2 separate regions of the Anser cygnoides genome follow, and region 1 is linked to region 2. A link is a contact called in public Hi-C data. All regions are on one chromosome and are shown on one strand. Each heading gives the region's core, a stretch centred on a gene start, on an enhancer-like site or on the middle of the called end of the contact. The rest is flanking DNA. Distances are from core to core; before and after follow the strand shown. Region 1 holds the start of ZNF217 (zinc finger protein 217). Region 2 has its middle 70 kb from the start of BCAS1.

Region 1 (5,291 bases), core at 2,783-5,282, 87 kb after region 2:
TCATCTGTGTCTTCATTTAGTAAACCTAATCATGTGAGCATGTTAGTCAAATTGGAGACCATGCCTAACTACCAAACTGCCCCTGCAGCAGGCGTTTCCTGTAAACATACTACTGTGTGCGCTGCTGCAGAGGCAAGAACATGAGAATCATCTGACACGATTGGATTTTCTTTTAGTCGTTGCTGAAATAATGCTGAAAGACGTAATTTGTGTGAAGGGGGAATTCAAAAACAAGCCACAGAACACTGATAAAGCTTTCTCATCAGTCTGTCTATTTTCTAGTCTCAGTCTCAGCTATCTCGCAAACAATTTATGAGCGATTTTGTAAGCAAAGTAAAATGATCCTGATTTTACAGAATTTGTTGTGCAGAAATGAATCCTGTACAATTTTATATCCCAACTCGTGTCCCAGACACCCAAAACTAATGTTACAAAGGACTTCTCAAATTTGTTCTCTAGTTTTGAGCCATTAAGTTATGCTGCGATTGTGGTTTCAAGCTTATCTCCTTAAAAGCTAAAACATTGTGTATTTACTTTATTTATCTATTCATGCCAGCATAAGGAGAATTTCATATGACTCGACTGCTAGAGCCAGGGATTTTAAAAATAAAACCAAAACAAAACAACAAAAAAACCTGCCCAATTTTGTGTGCCTTGTGAGAAGACTTGCCCAAGATCACACAGGAAGTCTGTGGCAGACTTGGGACTGAGCCCAGATCCCCGAAATCCCATTTGTGCCCTACCCACACAGCAGTCCAGATTTAATAGCTGCCTACATGTGAATCTAAAATGAGAGTGTCCCCATGCAAAAGCATGAAGCTTGGCTGATCCCCTGCTCCCAGGTATAGCCTAGGCACTTTGCTGCTCAGATCGGTTATTTCAGACGAACATCCATGCTAGCCCTCGAAAGACTTAAACTTTGCTAAAGGCTTCCTGTTGCTTGAGCAGCCCTGTGTTCGTTCTCTCTCTGACAGCCAGTGTTTTCCCATGTGCAGCATGCAGAAGAGCAGGGCTTGAACCAGTTTACAAGACTTTTACTACATTAGTATTATTTTTTTTTTTACGTAATGTAAATTTACATAATGTAATTTAAAATAACTTAAACACAAATTTATGTACATTAGGAGTTTGGGGACTGAAACCAAACATTTCAGCTTTCAGCAATGTTATTTTATTTTTTTCTGTCCTTATGGAGGAGATTATCACAATTTTGGGCTTGCTGCCTGGTTCCAAAGTCTAGTTTGGAGTGAGGTTTAATATTGCAAGATCGTGTAGTAACATATAGTGCAGTACAGTAAACACAGGTCTGTTAGTCCTTCCTGTGCTTTTGTTGTCGAAGTTTTTACTTCATGCATAATACATCAATTGCTGAAGCTTCTCCAGAAAGGCAGCAAATGTCCTCAACCCAAGGCAAACAGAGGGAGAAGAAAATCTAAGATTTATTTTTACAAGTTGCCCCTTGCCTCATATCAAACATTTCCAGTGCCATGAGCATAAATCATGGGGGTCACTGTGGCTAATCTGTAAAAATAAATTGGATGTTTTCATTTCAGTCATGTAATGTGATATTATATGATGCATTCTGAGGAAAAAAAAAAGACGAAAATTTAAAGGTATGAGCTTATATATATATATATATATTTTTTTTTTTTTATGAAAGGTTTTTTTTTTCCCTGTTTTCCACAGTGGTATCCTATCTCAGTGGATAAAAACCATACAGCTGCTGTGTTCTCTGTTAAATCATGTTTACAATCACCCAGAGTCCTGGCTCCAGTGGAGCGCCCCTTGATTTTAAGGAGGCCAATATATTTCACCTGGAAAAGTAGACTCTTAAAAAGAGGTGAAAAACAAAAGGGGAGGAGAAGCAATGGGTGTTGATATGTCACGAGAGCAAGAAATATTGTAAAATATGACTCAGTGAGTCTTTTAGGTGACTGAGTTAAGATGTTAAGAGCAAAGCACAAGGGTTCTTTTGTTTGTTTCTTTGTTTAAAGTTTGCGGGCACTCAAGTTAATTCTTCAATATAAGGACATTTAAAATGCTGAAATGGGAAGACAGTAGCCAGACTACACTTTTAACAGTCATGATTTTCAAGGGTCATGTGATTGAGAGCACTGGTGGTAGCAAACCTGGTAGCTCACACCCATTTCCAGGGAGATTCTACTTTGTTCTTTTTGCCATGCTGCCATTTGCAGGAAATCGATACCAAAATAAATGTAAGTGGCAAGTCCCACTGAAGAGCAGGGACCCACTCCCATGCTTAAACTTGGGAGTGTTTGTGGGATCAGGTTTGGTCACATAGTACAAATTAGTGTGCAGCAACTTACAAAGAAATGTGAAGCTCTTGCAATACAGTGGAATATTTTGCATGCATGCATAAACACTTCGCTCGGATACATGATACTGTAAAAATCACACTTAAAAAAAAAAAAAAACAACTAAAAATGCTCATTGTGCAACAAGCACTGTATTGGTTTCTTCCTGTATCAATCATCAGGAGGACCAAGACCTAAAAACTTATAACCTAACCTGTAAAGAAGCAGACTGAGGCCACCCCCCATGGTCTCGGTTCACACAGCTGATCCAGAGGTATTTTAACCTTCAGGAAACTAGTAAGGGTGTGCCACCTCCCTTTATGACTAGTTGAAGGTCTTAGATATTGAAATTTTAAAAGTTTGGCCTCATGTGTTGTGGTCTTCTTTTCATTAAAAGAATTCCGCTTCAAGTTAGTGTGATGTAAGATTCACATTTGTCAATAAAGATAATTCATCTTCCAGAAGTGTGTTGTAAGTAATATTGCCACATTTTGTAATGTTTTTGATTAATCTTTATTTGCCATATAAGTGACCTAAATTTCAGCCTGAGCACTGTTGTTCTTTTCAGTCTGGGAGAACAGTTTGAAAAAAGCTTTGTTTGTTTGTTTGTTTTTAATGTAAAAACAAAACAAACATAAAATTTTAGTTTAGTATAATTTTAGAAATGTCCTCCATTCAGTCAGGATGATTTTATGTGGAAGCAAATAAGCTCCTGGGTGTGATCTCAGCCTACTGATGTGAACTAACCTGACTTTAACAGGTCTCAGTGTGTCTTTGGGAGAAAAACAGGAGGAGAGGCCACATGGAAACCTCGCCTCTTTCTTATCCCATTTACTTGTAGAAGGTGCTAACCTCAGGTCTAGCAGAGATTAAGCACTTTGCTAACAGTATTACATGTTTAATTTAACTCCTAAGAAGCTCAGTGGTTCCAGCTGGAATACCTAAAAACTTTTACAATGAATACTGAACTATTATAGTGAATCTTCTTACAGTGAAGATTTTTTAACTCTTATAATTGTTTCTCTGCTGCGTTTAATTCCACTTTAGTGCCCATACCTTTAGAGAAGTAACACTATGCCAGACTCAACAGCTGAGTGCTTATGACCATAGATACATAGAATATATGAATTAATTTGTTGTTGTTTGTTTGTCTGTTTTTAAACCTACACTTTTTCCCTGATTTTAGGCTGCAAGTGCTCGCCAATCTATGAGGAGAGCTGACACAAACTGCTATCTTTTTCTGGTTTTCCCCTCATGGCCAGTACCTCCACGTGCTGGTCGCGTTTATTATTCACTTTACTGTACTCTTTATTTATTATTCACTTTACTGTAGTCTTTATGTATATGTTTATTAAGCAAACTACTCCGCAGTAGTCGGAGGCCACCGGGGCTCCAGCGGCGTGCCACCACGAGCCGGCCCAAGCCGTTTCGCCCCACCGGGGCCCACAAAAGCCCACTGATGGCGGCCCCTTCCGAGGCGTATGGCCGTATTTACATTTACAAAGAGGCGGCCGATGGGGCCCCGGGGGCGGAATTGCGGCCCCGGCCCCGTGCCCCACAAAGGCCGGCTCGGCCCCACACCAGGGGCAGCCACCGGCGGCGCTCCGGGGCCCAACGGCTCCTCAAGGGAGCCGCGGGGGGGGGGGGGGGGGGGGCACTGCCGGGCCTCCCCGCTCCTCACGGCCGGCCCCGGGCCGGGGGAAGGCGGGGAAGGGAAGAAGAGAAAGGAGGGGAAGGGAGGCGAGGGGCAGGGCCTGCCGTGAGGGCGGAGCGGGCGGCCGGGGGCTGCCCGAGCAACAGCTGCGGCGGGAGCGGTTTACAAACAGTGCCCCGAACGCCAGCGCCGCCGCCGAGTCCGGGCTCCGGCGACACCGCGGGCGGCCGCCCCCGCTCCCCTCCGTCCCTCCTTGCCCCCACCTCAGGATGCCGGCCGGGGAGGCGGCTCAGGCGCAGGTGAGGGAGGGCTGAGGGTCGGCTGCAGTGAAGGGGGGCTCCCCTCCGGACCCCCCCCCCCCCATCCCCTCGTGTCCCCCCCTACTCATCCGCTCACGGGAGGGGAGCCGCAGCCCCTTCCCCGCGGAGCTGGTCCCCGCGTGATGGAGGGAGGCGGTGGTGAGGGGCAGCACCCCCGCAGGGGGGTCCCCGCTTTGTGAGGGGCTGGGGGGGCCCCCTCGCGGCTGTCCCGGAGCTTGGAGGGTGTGTGTGTGTGTGGAGGGGGGAGGCTGAGGAGGAAGGGCAGGTGAGGGGGGGGGGGCAGGTGAGAGGCGGCGGAGCAGCAGCAGGTAACGAGCCCCTCCCTGGGGGCGGTGGGGGGCGAGCGCAGCCCTTCCCAGCCTCCCTGCCTCCCTCCCAGCCTCCCTCCTTCCCTCCCAGCCTCCCTCCGGTGCCTCCCCGCCGTGCCCGGCTCCCTCCTTCGCCCGCCCCGGGGTCGCCTCCCCCCTGCGCCCCCCGCGGCCAGGAGGTGTCCCCAGGTCCCGCTGCGGCCCCTGCCCCTTCCCTTCCTGCCTCCCCGGGGCTCTCCCAGCGCCGAGGCTGGGCTCTGGGGGCTCCTCTGGGCTCGGGGGGAGCAGGGGGCACCCGCTTCTTTGTGAGCCCGAGATGGTCCTGGAGGAAGGATTTGGAGTAAGTGGCTCGTGGGGCCGGGGATGGGGGGGTTAATGAAAAGTTTATCGATCCGTTTTGCCATTTTTATTTTTTTTTCGTTTTCCTCTCCTAAAGGCTAAACCCTCCTAATTTCTCAGGCATCGTGTTTCTTCTCTTTTTTTTTTTTTTTTTTGAAGAGGAATAGGAAGTTTAGAAAATAAATAAATAAGCCCCAACTGACTTCTTAGGCAACAAAGACGTTGCCAAGCGAGGACAATAAAATTCTAGAATATCTAGAGATTGAATTTCACTCCTGCTCCGTGATACCCGCCGGACTTTCTGTTCCTGGGGGTGGAGGGGGGGGGTGTTTGTTTGTTTCCCACACAGAAAACC
Region 2 (5,442 bases), core at 473-2,972:
AAAAAAGGAAGAAGCTTGGGCAACTGGTTCTCTTACTTCCCTGTCATTTCATGATTCTTCTGTGCTTTGGACTGGAGATTATTTATATGAGAAAATCAGTTCCTATAAGCGATGTATTTTTAAAATTTTGCTGAGAGAACTCTTCTCTTGGATTAAGGAGTTTTATCCTTAAAAAGAGGATAAAAAGCATCCTTAGGAGCAGTGTGTGGGCACCACTGCACAGAAGGAGAGCCTGTAGCAGACCTCATAGAGCACTGGTCCCCCCTGTCTCAGGATCATACTGCTTCTGGAGTATGATCTTTGTTTACATGGAACTTGGGCTGATAGCGTGCTTTTTTTTCTTTGTTTCAGTTGGTTGGTTCCACTTTCAGAGTAGTAGAGACTATCAATATTGTGCTTGTCTCCTAGTGGAGAGACTTTCCGAGGCAGACGGTTTTGCAGCGTGTCCTAAAGATGCTCAGACTCTGGGTTCGCCTGCTCTCTGCGTTGAGACCACTGCGTCGCCAGCTCCCCTCGACAGAGGAAGCTTTGTCTCTGGCCCCCGTGTGTTTCATCCTGGGCTTTGTGATCTGCATTTTCCCAGCGGGGCACAGCTGTCACGGTGACTCACAGACTGAAAATCACCCTTTGATGTAGCTGTGTCTCTAGCCATGTAGCATGTTCTCCAGTTCCTTGTCCAGTCTAGCTTTAAGTGATTCAAACACCACTCCTGTGAGCAAAATATTCCATAGTCTAGGCGACGGTGTTGCTATTCAGTCTGACTTCATTCCAGCCCACACTATTTCATGCCAGTCCCTCGTATTTACACACATCAAATATTTTAGGCAGTTATCATATCCTACCTTAGTCATGATTTTACTATATTGCATGCGTTCAACCTTTTTTCCTTTTTTTTTTTTTATAGTCAGTTTACCCAGAAGCCTGGCTACTTAGTTATTCCTTCCGTTATCAATAGGATAAATAGGATATCTGTCTATAAACAGATAGACATGTGGGGGAGGGAGGATTTTTTTTGAATCAAAAGTTTTTACAGAAATATTAAAATATACTGGTCAACATAATTTTTTTTCACTGAAAGGATTAAGAGTTGTTTTTAGATATGGAGCTTTGGTTCAAGATTATAACACTTGTGCAAATTTATGTTCCCCTTCCTCAGTGCAGACCTCCTTGCAGTGATTAGATTTGTATGATTTTAAAATTAGTTCATGACTTATATTGTTTTTTCCAAGGTCTTCAGTGGTGATTTAATTTAGCACATTTATGACTATGTGAAATTATTCATTATGCAGTTGACCTTATGCGTGACAATAAACTGCCCCTTTCCGACAATTGGCTTTTGGAGTGAAGTTAAGGCTGAAAGATGGATAAGCAGATAATACAGAAGAGACTGCTTGATTTTAAAGTGATATTAGGATGAAGTTCGAGTGCACAGAGGGGCTGGTGCAGGCTGCCCTGCATTTATTTCCTCTGTGTCCGGAACGTTAAGTGCTCGGTGTAGCAATGGTGCTTGCTATCGATGGGAATTGTTTAACAGCTGACCACGGTATAAAGTGGAAGGATGAGGGAAGGGACTGAAATAGCTGGGATAGGAAATTCCTGCAGAAAACAGAATAGGGAAGTAAAACCCAAAAGGCCTGAAAACGAGTGACTGGGGCAGATAGGGCTGCAGTAGCTGGAGGGAGTGGCTTCTCTCACTTTTCAATTAGTTCACTTTGCTCGGCTCTCACTGGTGGGAGTGATCTGATCACGAATGTAGACACCGTGATGCACAGTCCCATTCTGCAGTGTTATACATCACGTGGCCAAAAAAAAAAAAAAAAGTGATGCATTTTTTCTGTCCACAAAGACTTTTCTTTTTTCTTTTTCCTTCCCACTTTTTCAAACATTTCATTGTCAAATAAAAATTGCAATATTTTTTTCGAATGGTTGGGGAAATGCAATTTTCCAGGGGGTAGGAGGAGAAGCCAACTTTGCGGGCAGGGGGAGGGGAGGGACAACAAAGCACTTATTCTTCCCTCTCCCCTCCCCCAGCAGAGGGAGGAAGCAGAGGAGTGGTAGAAGTAGGAAGAAGAAAGGAATTAAAAAGTAAAGAAAACTTGAAAGTGGAGTAAGGAAAGGAATTTAAAGGGGAACTGTACACTTTTTAACAAATCTTTGGAATGAGGGCTAAATTCGGTGAGATAATGAAAACTCTGAATTTAGCAAGCCACTTGCTTTAATTTTAAGCATATGCCTTGTCCTGCTGCTATCAGTTTAGTTACTCCGATTTATTTCAATTGAAGGTGTGGCCTAAAGGTTTAGGATAAAACACAGATGAGAATATTTGTGCAACATCCTCACTGCTCATTTATCGGGGAGAGGTAAGTAACTTGGATAGTTTCACTCAAGAGGTTTCATAACCTTTAAGCTGGGTGTGTGCTGATTCAGTACGGTAACAGCCGTATTCAAAACGAGTTAAGCTTTTTGTGTTGCATGCCATTTTCTGAGGATTAGTCCAACCACCTGTTACTAAAACGTGAAACTCAATCAGAAAAGCAATTACATATCATTCCAGATGCGTACAGAAAGGCACACCTTGGCTGAAATAACTGCAGAACCAAGAACATTTTCATAGGAAACGCATCAGCTTTTGTCTCTCAACATGAAACGCTTCTGGCAGCTCTCACTGTGCGCCAGCTCTGCGTTTCTGTGATGATCGCACTGTGCCTTCATGCACACACATGTGCACGCACACACGTGCATGCACGCAAAGAAAGACTACTGCTCAGTGAGACTCCTGTTTGATCACAGTTGCACTGCTCAGGCTGTAGATAAGCAGAGATAAGCAAAGTGTACGTTACATGCTTGAATCATATGCCTTCCCAGCTGTAGATGTATGCGTAACACGGACAAAGGATATATAGCATTGACCGGGCTGCTGACTGGACAATCTTTCCTGATAGATTCTCATCAGTTAAATCTTGCTTTCAGATAGAGGAATCTTATTTATTTATTTATGTATTTATTATTGCTCTTGAATACAGCTGGCTTGAAAAGCAGGATTTCCAGTTTGCAGAAATTTCATTACTTTTGTTTTGTTTTGTTTCCTTGCTTGCTTTGAACATGTTGTTAGTCCTGGGACCATGGGTTTTCGACATTCTCCACAAACTGGGACCCCCAGGCTCTGCAGCCCCTCAGTGCCATTGACAAGACCAGAGGTGAAGGGGAAAGTCCTCAGCAGCTGCCCCGGCCGGGCTCAGTGCTTTGGGGACAGCCTGGGCTGGGCTAGTGGCCCTTCCTCAACCCCCACAATGTGTTCAGTAACGTGTTTCAGGCTTGGCAAATTGTGATTATCCAACAAAACTTTGTTTTGTCAGAAAATTTCTGACTGGCTTTACTTCTGAGTAACTTCCTTCATCTCACCCGAGAGAGTAAAAGGCTCAGTTTTCTTGGGGCAGGGAGTACATAAATAACTGATAATGCATGCCCAAAGTTCTCCCACTGGGATTAATAATAGTATATAAATATTTATAACAAAAGCAAGTTATCCTTGAATTAGATCTGGAGACAGCATTCACTTTTGAATGGAATTGAGCCTGCTGATACCAGATTTGTATTCGGGCCTGAATTTCTGTTCTGGGAACTATTAAAGCAAAGGCTGCTTGGCCTCATATGAATGCAGCTCAGTAACAGCACTTCTGAAAACTAAAACTGGAAAAGTTCCTCATTCCTTGTTCCTCATTACAGGGTAGAACACCGAGTTTTTGACAATGACCTGTAGAAACATAACTGCCTGTTTAGTAGCGGTGTTTGCAAACAACTTCAGAGCCGTTGTTCATTTGCTCAGCAGCTGTAACAATAGGTAGGTGGGTGAGAAAGCAGCAGCTACACGCTCTTCCTCGTTCACTCGCTGTGCTGCCAGCGCTGCATCAGCTGAGCACAAGAAGACGGTTTGCAACACTCAGTTGCTACTGGCTGTGGGGAGTCAGTTTTGCTCTTTTCTATTTCCTTAGCAGAGCAGGTTTGGGTTAAAAGAGGAAACAAAAATGTGCAGCCATTCCTCTCTGAAAACCAGACCTTAGCTCCCGGTGGTTCTTTTCTTTTCCTTTCAAAACATGAGCAAGATTAAAAATAAAGAAGTGTCAGTGTGCTAATGTTTCAGTTTCTAATCAGTTCACAAATGGCAGGAAATTAACTGGCTTTTCATGAACATCTGTTCCACTTCTGGCTTGAAAGGTTGGAGGCAAATGCTATCTGTCAAATTTAATAGTGAGCATCGGTAATAAATATACTTTTCATTTTTCATATACATACGCTCCCCCATTTCTCTATTAGCTATTCAGAATAGTACATTGTAGCCAAATGTGTTGTTTTCTTTATATTTTGGGGAGAAGTAATAAATGTTGTTAGTTAAAAGGATCATGAACTGCCTCAGAATAGGGATCAGAAAAAAAGTTGTGATTACAGTCCTGCAATGCTGTACACCTGCTGGATACATTAAGGGCTTGTATAACAACACTCATCCTGAGCTCTTTCCAAGTGAAATTTTCTATTTTGGAAACTTTATAATGGCTTGGGAATCAAAGTATTTATTTATTTATTTTAACTATTATTTATTTTAAAGAGACTTGAGGAACTAAAGGTCTTGTTGCTGCAGCAACGGTTTCTATGGGGATGTCATATCAAAGTAATTTTATTTAATTCACCTTTTGGTCCCTAGTATTCCCATACAGCCAGGTTCTCTGGGCTAAAGCAATAGTACTGTACAGGACAGGTGTAACCCATTTTGCACTGATCTTTGTTTTTCTTTTTTCTTTTTTTTTTTTTTTTTTTTTTGAGGCTGGTAGGATTTAATGACCATCTAACCACTCTAGCTGTTAGCTCGTGCCCTGGGAGGGGACTTTGCTAACACTGCCTTGCCTCACACTGGGACTGGAATGCCTGCACATTATGCTCCTTTCAGTGCTGTTGGTACTGTGTACTAGATATTGTCTCTTAATTTAAAAAAACCTGACAAGCATCCAGGATTTCTTGTTCACTACTGTTGGGTGATAGGGAATTCGCAAAGCTGGAATCATGCGTGGTTTGTAACAGCTGTGCTTTTCTTGGCTCCCTGAAGATGAGGACTTGAATTTCTTGATCGAAGAGACACAGGGATATCTACACTATACGCTTGTAGAACTGATTACTCCTCAAGTTGGTTTCAGTACCAGTTCAAAGAAAAGTTGCTCTGGAGAGCAACTTTTATGCTAAGTAAAAACGCAAGTAATGCTGGGTTTTGAGCAATCCATAGCTGAAATAGAGAATGACAGCCTAGATAATGCAACAAATGGTCAGAAAAACACCAAAAGCTTCCTAGATTCTCTCATGGGGTCCAAAGAGGAGGACGTTAATCAGGAGAGACAGAAGAATCTGTAACCAGACAGGTTGGGCTATTACACAAGAATACCATGCAAACATGAA

Evidence for each region. A called contact is a pair of places that touch in the nucleus more often than the background predicts.
Region 1: a contact with region 2 is called in a Hi-C map of liver, with 1.5 times the contacts expected there. The contact joins the promoter of ZNF217 here to the enhancer-like site in region 2. A contact is called at or near these places in 3 of 7 Hi-C or Micro-C datasets (fetal liver, granulosa cells and liver).

Annotation. Positions count from the first base shown.
Region 1 is chr16:7,288,723-7,294,013 of Taihu_goose_T2T_genome, forward strand. It overlaps ZNF217 (zinc finger protein 217), which reads left to right and starts at 4,033. Exons shown (of 6, transcript XM_048072562.2): 1 at 4,033-4,268.
Region 2 is chr16:7,203,754-7,209,195 of Taihu_goose_T2T_genome, forward strand. No RefSeq gene overlaps it. Among named protein-coding and RNA genes, the nearest start is that of BCAS1, 70 kb to the left of the region's middle. Within about 2 kb of position 1,723, at least 2 of the 3 cell types and tissues checked have open chromatin away from gene starts, as enhancers often do. A contact at or near this core is called in liver, where this site is marked.